Linked DNA regions of Mus musculus: region 2 is linked to region 1. The links are chromatin contacts, called in public HiChIP or PLAC-seq maps. All regions are on one chromosome and are shown on one strand. The core of a region is the stretch at or near the end of the contact, and the rest is flanking DNA. Distances in the headings are between cores, read along the strand shown. Region 1 overlaps Akap6 (A kinase (PRKA) anchor protein 6). Region 2 holds the start of Npas3 (neuronal PAS domain protein 3).

Region 1 (4,961 bases), core at 1,262-3,761:
GTCAGGCACTTTAGTAGGAGTTATGATATAAATTAAAAGCTGAATTCTTCAAGTCAAAAAAAAAAAAAGACCAAATGGAATATTCCTCTGTTGATTTTTCTTAACAAAATAAATATACCTGAAATCTATAGTTTAAATAAAATAATAATCAAATTTTCTATACCATCCACCAAAACCATTCAAATATTTAAAATAAATTAGGTCATGTAAGAGATCTCCAAATACAACTATTATTAAACCATTAGCAAGTAGAAATAAAAACATTTAGAATAAAACATTGTTGATGGAAATGGCCTTTAAACCTTTGCTATTTCAGGATGTTTATAGTGAAACAGAAAGATTTTTGAAAATTATGAAGGCTTCAGGCCTAGTCTGTAGTCTAAGCAATGTAAGCCTTCTGTGCAATATGGATATTTTGGAAGCTAATATATGGAGTTTGATTCTTTTTTCTTTTCTAGAACCAGATGCAAGAATTTGGTAAAGAACACAGGTAGAAGAGATCATTAATTTTCCTTTCCCCCAATAAGCTATTTTTATTATGCCAATTTTAATTACCATGCAATCGAACGGGTTTAAGGCTTATATTCTCCACATCACTGGACATCACAAACATGAAAGCATTTTATACTGTCATACATCAGTGTTTGTATTAGCTTATACATATATACAGAAATTATTCACGCATCTTAACCTTGCTATTTCCTCCTTTCAAACCAACATAATATTACCACAAAAGCAGCTTTTTAATAAATGGTATAAGAAATACAGCAAGGCACACCGTTTAAAAAAAAAAACAAACATTTTTCTCATTACCACCTCAAGAAGCATAGAAACCAAAAACAAACTTAATAGTAGAATGTACCAGTTTATACAACACTGTTATAGTTGTTTCTTGAAGTGCTGCATAGATTATTATTAAAAAGAAATAATTAAAATGGCACTTTCAAAACATCACTTAATTTTGTCATAAGGATCAATGTGTCTCTTCTATACTACAATCAAATCAAGGGATGGCTTTTTAGGTAAATCTCTTTCAATAAACATAGGCATAATATCATGAAAAATTTCAGAGCAAAACATAAAATTGGTCAAGTACCGATGGGAGGGGTGTCATTCCAGACAGTGGGTTTAATGGACCATCAATTTGGTGAACTGCAGAGCTTTAAAAGGAGGAGGGAGGAGAGAGGGAAAATAGAAGTCTTGCTGGAGAGAGGGTTGCCAGAGGTAGCTTGGGACAGGAATCCACGGGAGAACAAGCAGCTTTGAGGAACTAAGACGATCACCTAAGAGGAGCAATGCACACATCCATATCGGGAGGCCCACGTGGACAGACCGCATTCAGAAGGAAGGTTCGTCTTCAGGAAGTCAACGTGGCAGGAGGCAGTGATGATAACAGGATGGAACCCAAGACCAGCCCAGGGTGGGTCAGGCCAGCCCCGAGCTTCAGCCAGGCTATCTACAGGAAAGAAAACGGTGACAGGGAAAGGTGTCAGCAATGGCTGTTACTCGCAGGATGAAGCCCTTTCTGGAAGCTGCCTGGGGAGGGGAAATCATCTGCTAGCGATCTGAGATGAGAAGTTATGAAATGTGACTTTCACTAGCTCAGAACACACAAACACATTTTCAGTTCAGTAAGTTATATAGATGCCTTAGTATGTTCATATGTTTTCAAAAAAAAAAAAAGAAAAATCAAGCACATGATCTTTTCTCTGGGTCGTCAATTCATCTATTCTTCTGGGGATGGTCTCAATTTTATCAAGTTCTTTTAAAAAAACCCATAAGAAAATATCAGGTAGTCAGTACCAAAGAATGCAACGATGTACGAACACAAGCCAGGAGATACCTGGCTCCCAGGCTGACACTTCCTCCACTGGTCTGCGTGGGACGTTCTATTATAGAGCGGTGGAACACTCACAACATTATGATGACCCCTAAAGCTTTCGGTCCTTACCTAGGAAAGGGTATAATTAGAATTCACCACTCAACTATCACCGTGCTTCATTTTAGGTCCAGGAAACTGAACTGACTCAATTCTCTCTGTATGTGTGATGATTTGGTACAAATTTCTTCCAAGCTCATTCTGTCCTACTTATTTCTAAATGGCTACAAAAACTGATCAAATCTGAGAGACAACCAAATTCCAGGATACAAAGTACTTTCAGTTCTCAGACCAGCTCTCAAATAAAGCAGGTCTCTGCCTGCTTGAGTTTAATCTAAATTCCGAAGTGCTCTATCAGGGTATTCCCTCCCCCTCGACCTCTTAGAAGCAAATATTCTTCCGTGTCTTCCTGTCTCTTTCTATAAACTTACAACTTCATGCACAAGTCAGAAAAAGTTTTCCAACCGTAGTTCCACCACAGTCAAACAGGATGTTGAGAAGATACGGGAAGTTAACAGGGATGGGGGAGACAGATAGAGGCAGATGGAACAAAATTTGGTACAGTAAAATAATGCAGTAATTCAAGAAAGCACAGGGAAGCATTGCTCACATGCTGAGGATGTGACTCATCGGGAATCTGCCGCTGTGCTGCGCAAGGGAATCCTCCGGTGAAGCCAATCCCATCTTAGTAAAGAGCTGGCATTTGAATGAATTCCCTCCGGGTAATCAATCCTTTCAATTTGGCACACTTGGGAACAAGTCAGGCCAAATGGGCTCAAGCCCAAATCCTCTCTCTCTCTCTCTCTCTCTTTCTCTCTCTCTCTCTCTGTGTGTGTGTGTGTGTGTGTGTGTGTAAGAGAGGGAGGGGAGACAGAGTGAGAGTGAGACAGAGCGAGAGTGAGACAGACAGACAGACAGACAGACAGACAGACAGAGACTGACTTTATCCAATAAAATCTTTATATAGCCTAGCAAGTTATTCAGAAGTGCCCAATTATTATCCAGCAGAAGCTTGGGTTACAAAGGTGATTTAAAGGTAAATGTTATAGACACGTGTAGTGTCGAGAGAAGGAATAATATACAAACCCTCAATGGAGTTTCCTAGAGCTGCTTAGCCAGCCTTGGGAAACCCCAGTGTCAGCCCAGTAAGAGAATGAGAGGTTGTGTGTGGTGAGAAGTGTCGGCTCCAACCATTTTCCCAACTTATAAAAGCTGCGCTGCACTCTAAATTGTGTTAACAGCTATCAACACAAGTAGTCATCTCAAACCGAAAACTCTGTGGCCACCATTACTCATATAGACTGATGAAGTAGGCAAAACAATGAAACTAAGACCAAAAGAAGTAATCACACACACACACACACACACACACACACACACACCCTTAAACCATTAGATGAACAAGGAGAAAACACGAAACTACACACTGGCTGGATGCGAGGAGTTAACTTTTTACACTGCAGACTTTATCCAGCCTGAAATTTAGGGTTAAACCATTCATCAAAGATCACAGGCTTATGATCAGGGTTATGAAGAAATAACTGTCAGAATACAGCAAAAAAGATTAGTGCAAACTACATTTCTTAGGCCCTAGGAGGAATTCCAGACCTACACCACGTGCTCTCTCCAAATTAGGCAGGAAGAGCTGGATCTAGCCAGTTACCTCCCCTTTGATGTGATTCTAACTGGCCTCTCCATTTTCACACAGATGGATACAGTGAAGAGTCGAGCAGTGTGCTGGAAGTACGTGCAAACGCACCACTGTTAGGCCACAGCAAATCTTCTCAGATGAGTTCAGAGGTTTTTAATTAGAACACAGTAGATAAAATAATTTTCAGAACTCTTTGAAAAGAATCTGTTCTGGTTGCAGACTATCTGCCTGGTTCTAAACACATTGTAAACACGTTCGAATGGACTTGTAGTCATTTCATCTGATAATCTATTTCTGGGAAAAGAGCGCCAGCAAATTGGCTTGGGTGAATTGTGATGTCCTGGTACAAAGGCCATGCCATCTCACAGCCCCCAAATGGCTTTTAAAAGGAAGAACTTCTGCCGCTTTTGGACAGAGTGGAAGGAACACTGACTACAGTTAAGTTCATGTGGTTGTAAAGTCTCGATGTAACTTCAGTACACACCCTGACAAGGAGTTCTGGGAGCTTAGCAGCCTTTTCAGATTGAATAACTTCTCAGGTGACAGCACTTCGACACCTGACAGGTCCGTGCAAATTTACACCCAGTGCTTATAACTAAGCAAAAGATCAGGCACAAACATGTTTTGTTAACATGGTACTTAGACATAGACACACACACACATGCACACATGCATTCACACTGCATACACACACATACACACATGCATACACTCACGCACAAACACACATGTACACATAGGCATTCACACTGTACATGCACATGTGCACGCGCGCGCGCGCGCACACACACACACACACACTCACACACGCAAGCACTCACACTTGTGCTCACACACCCTCAAAGGTGGATAGGAGCAATCTATGGCTGTTCACATAGCTCTAGGCTTATAACAAGTCACTTGGGGGCGATGTCAGTTCTACAGAAGTAAAATCTGGCTGCTTGTTCCCTTTGCCCACAGTACAGCCTGGTGTGGGGCACAAGAGAACCCTTCTGATGGGCAGGCAAGTGGCTGATATATTTTTACACCATCTATGCTTGTAAAATGTAACAATTACACAGATCTATCAGCACCACCACTTCCCCTCAAGTCAAAAAATGGAATTGCTCATCATTTACATTTCATTTCAATTCCATTTCTCTGTGTGAGGAAGAGAAGAGACTCCCAGAGGATCAAACAGGGAGAATGCATCCCAGAGCCTTCACTAGGGCCAGCGCGTCTCTGCTCCAGATCTCAGCAGGGCTGCTGACTTGAGGGTCACAGTCACAGGGTGGCATGCTCACAACGCTGTTGCTTTCAAGCCTTTATCCTTTTTCAGAAAACAAAATCAGCCAGGCATTCTGGGTCCTTCTGCAGAGGCGGGCAGAGCCTGCATCCAATCAGTTCTAATAGAACCTGTTCTGAGGCGGCTTATGGTATCCCGGTTACTCT
Region 2 (4,961 bases), core at 1,840-4,339, 100 kb before region 1:
CAAGACAGACACCCAAGACTGTTCCGCGTTGAACAAATGGAAGAGTCTGGTGGGAAACATCATTCGTGAGTGAAGCTTTGCCTTCTGCTTTAAAGTTGGGGTGGGGGTGCTCAATGAGTGTCTCCTTGTGTGCTACCCTTCCAGTTAAGTAGGGAGGGGATTCTGAACTGCTACTGGATTCTTAAGTGTGGTGACAGAGCTGCAATATCTTCACACTATTGAAGACTCTCTGGAGTAGTTAGTAGGCGCTACAGGTAGGAGAGATAGGAGTTGGGAAATGAATTGGAGCAATGATGAGTGTTGCCTACAAGACAAATGGGGGCTAGCAAAGAAGAGAGGAGTTAACCAGTTGGAAGTTCTGGTTCCAGGAGACAGTCCAGGGCAGTTCTGCCCTGAGGTGACAAATAAGAGAAGTTTGTGCTCTCTCAACAGGCAGGCCACTGCTTAAAAACCCACTCCTGTCACCCCTCATCAGATCCCCAAAAGTACTTTAAAATTCTTAAACGTTATTTCACAATTCTTTTTAGCAAAACGTCCAGGTCTCCGGGAGGAAATTAAATCTACTCCTCAGAGCCCCGAAGCCAGTCCTGGTGACTCCTAGTGCTGGTGAACTACGAAAGGAGACTCCTGGCTTAGACCTTACCTCCAACACCTGCCAATAATCTTCTTGCCCAACTCTTCTGCCCCCAAATTAACTAAAATTAAAGACAGTAACAGGTGTCAGGAGATCTGAGTAACACCATGGGAAGAAAACTGCATTTCACTACTATCATCTTACCTTGTCAGTATGAGAGAACACTTAAATCAAAGGAAGCCATAATTCACTCCAAAGGAGAAAGTTTAGAGGGTTTGGTGGGTTTTTGTTTTTGTTTTGTTTTGTTTTGTTTTTCACCCCTGTCTTTAGAAGACCAGTGGGTTGAGGTTTAACAAGTGGCCTGAAACCCAACAGGAACCTTTAAAGGGAAGTGTTGAGGCAGGTGCTTGGGGGTGAAGTGGGGGGATGACTTCCCCTGGATACTCCTGAACCCCCAAATCATCTTTTTCTTCTAAAGGACAATGCCAATGCTGAGGGGGAAAAACCCTAAAAGCGGGAGATTCACGACAGCTCCTTATGCCCAATTTACATCTTTTGGGTCAGCTCAAGTTCCTGGAGGTCCCTGGAATTGTCCAAAGGCCATGTGACATTTCTGACCCTTGAATCTCTTCCTCAGAGACCACACTATTGTCACTATTGCCTACACTTCCTAGTTAAAGTGACCGCCAGATCCTATTGTCATTTAAATGTTTTATAAAAGACAAAAAAAAAAAAAAAAAAACCCATACCTGAACCATGAAATGGGGAAACTGAATTCTTTACTGGTGTTCTGCTTTTGAAAGATGCCCAGATCTTTTTTGTTAAAGGTTCTTGTAATCGCTTGAGTAAAACATGACTAAAATAATTTAATAAAAAATATGTGTCTGACAAAGATTTGCCCCTTTAGAGTTATTTCCACGACTTCTTTTTAAAACTTTTGACAATAAGCAGAGCATGTAATGAAGTCTTCTACAGAATATTTGCAATTACATGAACTTGGAAAATACTGTGTTAGGCAAAATCTGGTCACTGGGCCATTGGTTAGAAGGCACAAAACATAGCAATGACAGATTACTGTAACCTTTGCAGTTTAAATACTATTGTTTCAAACCAAAGGCTCTCAAATCAATGAAGTTTCAAAGATGAGGTAAAATGGGAATTTGAATTATGCATTATGTATATTTTAAGTTAAATGCCATTGGCAAATCTCTCAGATGTTTAATCGTGTACAATCTGGGAAACACAAATATTTAATTTCACACTCTCATGTGCTTTTTTTTCTTCCATCTACCATAAAATTGAGCCTCATGAATAGAGAGTTTACCTTTTTGATTATATTGTTAGTTTTTCTCATAGCGATTTTGTGAATCCCATTTTCAATAAAATCTTAGAACATCGAAAGTTATCCTTAAAGGGAAAACTTTAGGGTTAGAAAGCTGTTGATGGTAAATTTCTCTTTATTTCCTTCCTCAATCAAAGGTTGCTCAGTGTTTTAATGACAATTATTTTGAATCTAGAGACTATCTTTAGAAAACTAAAAACAATTTCTATATTAAAACTTCCCTTTCACCACCAAGCCTAACTTTTGTAAAATTTGCTTCCTAACTTGGATCTCGGAATCCCATCCATTTGCATCATAATGCGTTTAAGATAGTTAACAGCGCCTAAGAGATTCGGATTTCACGTTGTATTCCCTGTAGTAACAGGTGACAGGATCTCACACTATTAGGTAGAAACGCAAGTCTATCTCTGCACATGAAAATCGTCTCTGTCCTATTTGGAAACAAATGATCAATCAGCCTCCGATGATCAATTGCTCCCCTGGCTGTCCGTCAGCGCGGATTCGCACCCGCGGAGGCATTGAGAACATTTTGCTGAAAGGGGGCAGGAAGCCCAAACTTTGCAAAAGCATCTCCTGCAGCGTCTCAGACTTGACTGGAACTCTCTGGCTACTCGGGGCTGAGGCTCAACGTTCGGGGCCTGGCAGAGGGCAAAGGATGACTTCACTTCGCCAGTGCACTAGAGTGCTTTTCAATTCGGATTGTGTATCCCCCCCCCCCTCCTTCTATAGCACAGGGGCAGGCAAAGTAAGCCCTGACGAGGTGCATGTGTGTTGTAAGGCACAAAACAAGAGCAAAGTGAGTCCCACCCCAGTACCCGAGACGGGGGCACTATCCCAGCTCGGACGGGACTACTCACCGCTGCTGGTAGGAGGTGATGCCCTGGACGTTCTGCGGGGTGCCGTTGGCCGCGGCGCCGGCCCTCCCCATGCCCGCACCGGCCGGTACCCCAGCGGCTGCCCCGCCGGCCGCCGCGGCCGTCACCTGCACGCTGAAATCCGGAAAGATTCGGATCATCGCCGCGGCTTGGAGCCCCAGGCGCGGCTGCTCTGGGCTCGGGCTGGCGGGGGCTCGGGCTCGGGTTCGGGCGGCGGCGGCAGCAGCGGCGCGAGCGGCGGCAGCAGCGGAGCCAGGCACCAGCCTGCAATCCCATTAGTGAGCCGCGGCCACTGTGCGCGGCGGAGAGGCGCTTTGATGTGCGCGCAGCGGGCTGAGGTGGGGGGGGGTGGCGAGGAGGAGGTGCGGGGGGTGTGCGAGGGACTTGCAAACAGCAAAACGTGTCAGGGTGGGGCCTTTTCTCCCTTTTGGGGGGCACTGTTGCTCCCCCCTCTTTCCAGGATGTTGCTTTCACTGGCTGCTCCAGCAGCGCCGCGCGAGCCCAGCTGAGAGGAGGAGGGGGTGAAGGAGGAAGGATGCACCGGGAGGCTTGGCGAGCGCTTGGCCGGTGCAAGGGAATAACGAGCAGTGGAGGGTGCGTTTTCCCTCCCTCTTCTACACACACACACACACACACACACACACACACACACACACACACCGCGCACTTCCGACCCAAAGTGCAAGATTGTGGTGCGCTCTTTCTCCTCCTTTCTCTGGAGAAATAACCACCATCCGGGCTGGCTTCAGCCTTCCGAGGCTGCCAGAAACCAGGATCCCAGCCCGCGGGTGTAGGAATGGGGCGTCAGAGCCTCCCGTTTCAGCCTGGACCCCTCTTTGACACTATTCTCCACATTAAGCAGAGCGAATGTGACCAAGCGCAAGTTGGGTTCCTGGAGAACTTGATAGTTATCTAGGAGAGGTGGTTTGCAAAGGCGACGGAGTGCGGGGCGGGGGGTTGGCGCTTTTGTACAATGGAGAGTTTGGGTCGCTTAAAAGAAAGGGCTCTTCCCGCTCCTGGTGAGCGGAAGAGTTGGTCTTGGGAAACTTGTGAGGTGGGGTCTCAGCTAGATCTTAGTTTGCGCTATGATCCATCTCTTAACGCCCCCCTTTGACCGAGGAAACGAATAAATTAGTAGCCACAATTGAAAAGAACTCTGCGAATTCCAAACACCAAGGAAACAAAAAGAGAAAACACGTGCATTTATTTCCTCGCGCCTTCCTGTTACTTCACATTGTGACGCCTGCCTTTCATTAGGGGGTGAAGAGAGATCCTTACAGTTTGGATGCGCCTTTTTAGTGAGACTTGCACTGGGTTTCACTGAGCTAGGGTTGGGGGAGTGGGAGTTGATTGTTTCCCTCCATCCCTCCCCAGGACCCGGGTTGCCCACTTTTCCCCCTGTCTTCTGGCTGGTGAGCAGGAGCAGAGATGCGAGAAGCAGGCGGATGCAGCCCTTGAGGGACACAGAGCTCTGCTAATGTCCCACACTCAAAGCCCCTGCCCAGCTTAGCGGCTGCTGCTGCTGCTGCTGCTACTCCTGCAACTGCTGCTGCTACTGCTGCGGCTGGGTGGTGGTGGGGAGTGGTGGTTTCCCATTCTGGTACCCTCTTCCCATCTGGCACTCAGGGCCTGGGCACTGCAGCTGAAGGGCTAGGGCAGTCGCTGTACCCTCCAAACAAGCCCAAGTTAACTGTGACCTCCACGCCGCCGTGACCCAGGGCCAATCGCGCTTCTCCCGGTCAGGCTCCTGCTTAACCCTTTGAGCCTGGGAAACAGTGGGCCACCATGATCCAGTGAGACAGGACCCACTGGCCTGAAGTTGCCGAGGTGTAGAGTGACAGAGGCTCCCAAGCAGGACAACTCCGCACAGGATCTAAGAGCCAGATGCCCGCCCTGCAGCAGCCCCATGCTATCCCTCCCACCCTGATGATTCTGGAAACTAGAGGAGCTGGACAAAGGCGAGTCCTCGCCAGGCCCCATCCCGCTCCTGCCAGGGCAACCTCTGGGCGTCCCCAACCCAAGTGGCTTTCGGGAGGAGCCTCCGAGCCCAGCAGTCACAGGGAGACTGGGAGGGGGGAGCCTTGGCTCTCGCTGGCCGAGCCCACGGCGCAGCTGCGTTTCCATTTTCCTCTCAAAGAAAATGCTTTGGACGGCAGATAATACCAGGAGA

What was found. HiChIP or PLAC-seq counts read pairs in DNA pulled down with a chosen protein or histone mark.
Region 2: a contact with region 1 is called in an H3K4me3 HiChIP or PLAC-seq map of neural progenitor cells, with 46 read pairs. The contact joins the promoter of Npas3 here to the enhancer-like site in region 1. A contact is called at or near these places in 2 of 39 promoter capture datasets (the 3T3-L1 cell line and the C10 cell line), 7 of 484 Hi-C or Micro-C datasets (the HL-1 cell line, cerebral cortex, cortical neurons and 2 more), 4 of 115 datasets of contacts at active chromatin or transcription factors (SST interneurons, neural progenitor cells and neural tube) and 2 of 9 other capture datasets (liver and pancreatic islet).

The regions. Positions count from the first base shown.
Region 1 is chr12:53,144,306-53,149,266 of GRCm38.p6, reverse strand. Akap6 (A kinase (PRKA) anchor protein 6) reads right to left here. Exons shown (of 14, transcript NM_198111.2): 14 at 1-1,456. Among named protein-coding and RNA genes, the nearest start is that of Npas3, 100 kb to the left of the region's middle. Within about 2 kb of position 2,511, at least 80 of the 459 cell types and tissues checked have an H3K27ac peak or open chromatin away from gene starts, as enhancers often do. A contact at or near this core is called in the HL-1 cell line, neural progenitor cells and stem cell-derived neural progenitor cells, where this site is marked.
Region 2 is chr12:53,246,560-53,251,520 of GRCm38.p6, reverse strand. Npas3 (neuronal PAS domain protein 3) reads right to left here and starts at 3,089. Exons shown (of 12, transcript NM_001370962.1): 1 at 2,774-3,089. The coding sequence starts at 2,931.